Linked DNA regions of Oncorhynchus mykiss: region 1 is linked to region 2. The links are chromatin contacts, called in public Hi-C maps. All regions are on one chromosome and are shown on one strand. The core of a region is the stretch at or near the end of the contact, and the rest is flanking DNA. Distances in the headings are between cores, read along the strand shown.

Region 1 (3,000 bases), core at 257-2,756, 190 kb after region 2:
AAAGTGTATTTTCAGTGTCCACATCCAGGAACCAAATAGGAAGGAAGGGAAAGGGGGATACCTAGTCAGTTGTACAAGTGAATGCATTCAACGGAAATGTGTCTTCCGCATTTAACCCAACCACTCTCCTGAGTGGCACAGCAGTCTAGGGCACTGCATCACAGTGCTAGATGCGTCACTATAGACACCCTGGTTCGAATCCAGGCAGTATCACAACCGGCCGTGACTTCGAGTCATATAGGGCGGCACACAATTGGCCCGGGTTTGGCCGGTGTAGGCCGTCGTTGTAAATAAGAGTTTGTTTTTAACTGAAAAAAAACCTCAAAATAAGCATCTATGACAAGGAAAAACAGACAGTCACAATTGGTGATTACATGGGTGTTTCAGTGTTCATAATTAAGTAAGCTTGGCAATATAAAAAAAACATTTTGTAAAGCAAAAGCATTTTTGCACAATCAAAGAAAGGCTTTGACTGACAGTTGTAAAATAGCTTCCAGTGTCTAGAGTCAAGACAGTAACAAACCATCCCGTCTTCAGTACTTCTAACCTCTAGTATACAGCCTGAAAATGAAGCCTCACATAATGAATGCACTTGTGTGAGGTTAGGTGGCAGTTAAAGAAAATTGGGTGAAACAGGCAAGGAAGGTCTGGCTCCTTTTTTTCCCAGAACCTGCAGCTATTTAAGATTGTGTTTTCGAGACTATCAGCTAACTACATACCATGTCAACACCTATGACTGAGGGCCTCTGTCTAACATTAGACTGGCCGCGTTCTAGGAACAGTTCTGTTTTGGAGCTTATGGCACGAGAGGGGAGGGCATTACCATGAAGTGAACCTAAACAGACAGGGAATTCAAAAGCACCATAAGGACGTATTGAAATGCAGAATGAAGATAAACATAGCTAGTTGATATATATTTTTGTTGACTGCAGCATGGGTCAAATACACTTGACGAACAATGGTATTCCTCTCACATTTCCCACAGTGTTTTTGCTTGTGCGACTACTCATATTAAGGTATTTCAATTTTAATGGATAAATATGGGAAAACATCTAATTATGAAAAAACTAAATATGTCATAATCACCAACCATGGAGCTCGAGCTCAGCTGACCATCACACTCCCAGTGTAGCATTTGCCTTCTTTTTTACTTTGATTCGCAAATGTATCTGCTAGCACGGCAGAAAATAGTAGCATGCCGAAAATGGAAAATAATTTAAAGATGTATCTATATATCAGGAAGCTACAGGAGAAAATGTTACACCTACCCGTTTTCTTTTGTCCACGAATCTATTAGTTGTCGACTCCGAGCATGACTGAATTACAAAAAGCGAAGAATACAGATGTTCTTAACATCCCAAACATGGCAAAACTCGATTTGATATAGCCAATTCCCATCGTACTGTCACGTTTACTACAGTTTGGTGAGTTCCTGATCAGCTGATTCGCGACAGAGAGGAAGACGCGAAGCGAGAGGGTTCACTCTGCCCAAAATCTGTCTACTCAAACAAGACCGCGAAGTAGTGATTGATGCACGTCGCAGCGGTCTAAGGCACTGCATCTCAGTGCTAGAGGCGTCAATACAGACACCCTGGTTCGAATGCAGGCTGTATTACAACCGGCCATGATTGGGAGTTCCATAGGATGGTGCACAATTGGCCAATGTAGGGCTGTCATTGTAAATAAGAATTTGTTCTTAATTGACCTGCCTAGTTAAATAAAAGTTACATTTTAAAAATGTATATATTAACTACAGAGTCAGAGCATTTATCCCAACACCAATGCAGTGTGGGCTCCTGAGTGGCGCAGCAGTCTAAGGCACTGAATCTCAGTGCAAGAGGAGTCACTACAGACTACAGGTTGAATTCCAGGTTTATCACAACCAGCTGTGATTGGGAGTCCCATAGGGCAGTGCACAGGGTAGGCCGTCATTGTAACTAATAATTTGTTCTTGCCTAGTTAAATAACGTTGTTTTTTTAAAAGCTTTTGATCATGTTTCACACCATGGTGTTGAACACTGAGCTGTAGTCAATGAACAGCATTCTCACATAGGTGTTCCTCTTGTCCAGGTGGGAAAGGGCAGTGTGGAGTGCAATAGAGATGGTGTCATCTGTGGGTCTGTTGAGGCAGGATGTGAGTAGGAGTGGGCCCAGGGTGTCTGGGATGATGGTGTTGATGTGTTCAAAGCATTTCATGGCTACAGATGTTGTAGGAAATTATCTGTACCTGCTATTTTTTTTCTCCGCCCCATGGCAAAATGTGTAGAATTGTAGAAAACGTGCTATGAACTCTATGGAAGCCCAATAATCCATCCCACCAACAGGCTGAAATTTCAAACAGCTCTTACACTAAACATAATATTCACAATTTCATAGTTTTATTCCAACCTCATAGTGTGGAAATATAAAAACAGGAACATCACGTTTCTGATTACACTGGGCCTTTAAAACTGCAACATTTTCTCTATGCCCCAAGGCAAAATGTGTAGAATTTTAGGAAATTTACTTTAAAACTTTTCTCACCACCGTCACGAGGGGGGCCACTGAAATGTTTTACCTCGAGGTGAGAGGACCCCAAACCAAATATTGCTTCATACTGTACTGTCTTGCTAGAATGGTCCCACCTGATCTCGCCTCCTCCCGCCTGTCTTCCATATTTGAGGACATGTATTTCCATTGTTAGAGTGGTCACTCGACTATCTTGTCAATATGAAATTAAATCTTTGATCACGACAAATAACACACCTATCCCTCCGTAGAAGACACACACACAACAAAAATATTACGGAATAATGGTTAGGGTCACGATAAATCACAACATTTGTGTAATACGCATAGGCCAACGCCACTCAGAGGAGCGGTTGGAATTGTATGTAAATCCTCGAGAGTTTTATATATTGTCGGTAAATTTGGGCATTTAGATATGGTCAAATATATGGCTGAGGAGATATTTTCTGTAAATCAACAACACAATACCCATTATACAGACTAAAGTAATGG
Region 2 (2,903 bases), core at 290-2,789:
CAACAAGAGAGTGCATTTGCTAAGTGTATTTTATAGGATCTAGGATCATGTGCCACTAAATGTCTTTCTACACAATTACAATGTCGTTTTCGACACTTAAAAAAACATCTACTTTCCCATAATTCCCTTGCCCTTAACTGAAGGCCTTGCAAATAGTCTCCCTAGGCAGATGGGTTGTCTCCCACAATGTTAACAATGTTGCCCTAGGGCCCTAGGTCTGGAATTTCCAGGACTAGGCCAATGGTTCCCAACCTTTTTAGGTTACTGTACCACCAACTCAATTTCTCTGCCCTGAGTACCCCTGAACTATTGAAGCTCATTCTTGCCATCATTTTAATTTTAATACTGAGTAAAAAATGTTTGATATTAAGTCAACCTTTCGAGATGGTAGAACATACATATAGGATATGTTTCATAATCTGAAGCATTGTGTGGCAATTTCCATCTATCCACGTTGCAGAGATCAGGAAAGCAGTGCTGCCGACATTTGCCCCAACACTTTTGATTCAGTTTGCTAAAAAATATTGACACAAAAGGGTTGAAAACTCATGCACAATTAATCCGATCTTCAGTTTGATCAGCTGCAGATAGCCTAGAGAAGCCTATGTGCTCTGATCCCCTCTGGCCATTGGAAACGAAGTGGTAACATCATGTATTCATAGGCTAAACTATATATTTATACCCTAAATTAGGGCTATTTATTTGTGTGAAGAGAAAATGTGATCAAATTTGGTTTAAATTCAAACTTTGGTTGGCTAAACTACCTAGATTTATCAATCCAAAATTATTTACTGGAATGAATCAATCAACAGAAAAGTCATGACATACTGTGTGAGTAACTTTTAAATTACAGATGCAAAGGCCTACATGATGCAACCCTGCATAAAGCAAGCTCAGCCCTGTTAGTTATATTGTCCAATCTCAGTTGTTGACTAGTTTTTTATAAAACCATGACCAGATTAGAAAAAATCTGGTCCCATCATAGCCCATATAAAACTGTTTTACAGCTGATTTATTTATATGTGGTGCCACCTCTGAAAGCACCACGCAATATTACAAATGAAGAAACATTTCATATAAGTATGTTCTACTATCTTGAAATGTTGATATTGTATCAAAAATGTTATTTATTTTTCATGGAGTGAATGAATTTCCATCCCGAACCCTCATGTTCATTTGACCAGTAAACCAATGGTCTCATGAGCCTCATACTCCCCGTGGATAGGCCAAGTAGATCTCTGGTTGGGAAACACTGAACTGGGCTACCTTGCAAAGCACTAATTGCTAGATCCATATTCAGCCATTGTGCATTGTAGTCTTTCACATGCAATACAAATATATTTTTAATACAAGGACTAGCTACAAAGTACAGTCAGTGCTAAATCACACAGACATACACGTTGCAAAACTGACTTGCCTATTTAAATAAAGTTTAAATAAATACAAATAAAACACGTTGCAAAAATACTTTTGTAATTGATAGACGCTCCCTAAATGTACCAGGCTGGGTAGTCGATGTTCGAGATTGTGGGAGGAGCCGTGGTTCGTTGTAGAGTTGCAGCAGTATCAACATCCCTTGACAGAGGCTAGCTATTTAGAGAGCTGTAGAGCTATCAAGAATGAAATGAGCAAAGGGAAAGCAAAACTACAAAATGAAATCATAGATAGCGAGTTACCCGAATACATTTCTGAACACGGCTATTTGGAAACGGTGGACTAGGATGCATGTCTGTCACCGATTTACTCAAAGGCATTATTGAGGTGATGCAGCAGCGGCGAAATATCGTAACGGACTGCCTCCGGAGGATAGCTAGCCAGCTTGCTAACAGTAGCTAGCTAGCCAGATGCCTTTACAGAAAAAGGCGCAGTCTTTAGCAGGCCAACTCTTTTCCTAACCTCAACATATCCGAGAAACGTAGCTAGCTAATATTACAATACAATATTGCGGGTGCACATATATGTGTTTAATCGGCTAGCTAAGTTAATGTTATTGCTTTTCTCCATTAGTAATTTAACTAGCTAGATGGCTAGCCAAGCCTGTCAATTCAGTGGATGAATTTGGTATTCTGTGGAGACGCTGCGCGATAGACGCAGGCCCGGGTGAGGAAGCTGATAAAATACAGGATATTGGGAATATTCATACAAATTAGCAAGACAAGACCGATTTTTAACCACATAATTTAACAGGAACATAAGTAGCTAGCTAGTTGTCATTTGAACACTTATTTTGCTACTATTGAAATGGTCAAGGGAGAATGTATCTCTGTATTAGAACCTTGTCGAGGATGCGACAATATCTGATTAAAATGTTTCACTATTTGAAAGCCTAATAACTGTCCTGTTAAATTAACTTACAATATGTGTTAGTTGGGCATTAACAAAACATTTCGAGTTGGTTTTGATTCTGTCGTTGCTTATCCAGCTCATAGTGTTCGGATCACAACCAAAGAACATGGATCAGAATGACAGAATTTGCACGGTAAGATTTGTTTCCTCTACAATTATGCTTATTAAATATTTTTAAGTGTGACTTTGCTTACAATTACACTATTATATTAGGTACTGCAATGGAAATATGTACCGCATTAGATATCATTGATAAGTGGAGGTGATGTGCATTGATGTTGTGATGGTATCACGCGCTCACGCAGGTGATTTTGCCATCATCTAGCTACGTATCACTATTTGATGTAACCTTTAGCCTGCCTACCTGAAAGTATCTTTCCCTTTTCAAACCGGGTTGACATAAAGGTCTGCCGACTCTCCTTGGAAACGTTTCCATTTGCTTTATAATTGCGTTCAATGAATACAGTACATTCTGTATGGGCAGTTAATCCTTATGGACTAACATATTGTGTTTATTCAAAATACAGTTACTCCCAAAGTCAGATGTGCAGGTTCCT

The links. Hi-C and Micro-C count contacts between places; a contact is called where the count stands out from the background.
Region 1: a Hi-C map of liver shows a contact between it and region 2, with 5 times the contacts expected there. The contact joins the promoter of LOC110501663 here to the promoter of LOC110501661 in region 2. A contact is called at or near these places in 2 of 3 Hi-C or Micro-C datasets (blood and liver).

What each region holds. Positions count from the first base shown.
Region 1 is chr22:27,185,331-27,188,330 of USDA_OmykA_1.1, forward strand. It overlaps LOC110501663 (ganglioside-induced differentiation-associated protein 2), which reads right to left and starts at 1,507. Exons shown (of 14, transcript XM_021579372.2): 1 at 1,269-1,507.
Region 2 is chr22:26,991,196-26,994,098 of USDA_OmykA_1.1, forward strand. LOC110501661 (mannosyl-oligosaccharide 1,2-alpha-mannosidase IB) reads left to right here and starts at 1,540. Exons shown (of 15, transcript XM_036959013.1): 1 at 1,540-1,761; 2 at 2,423-2,479.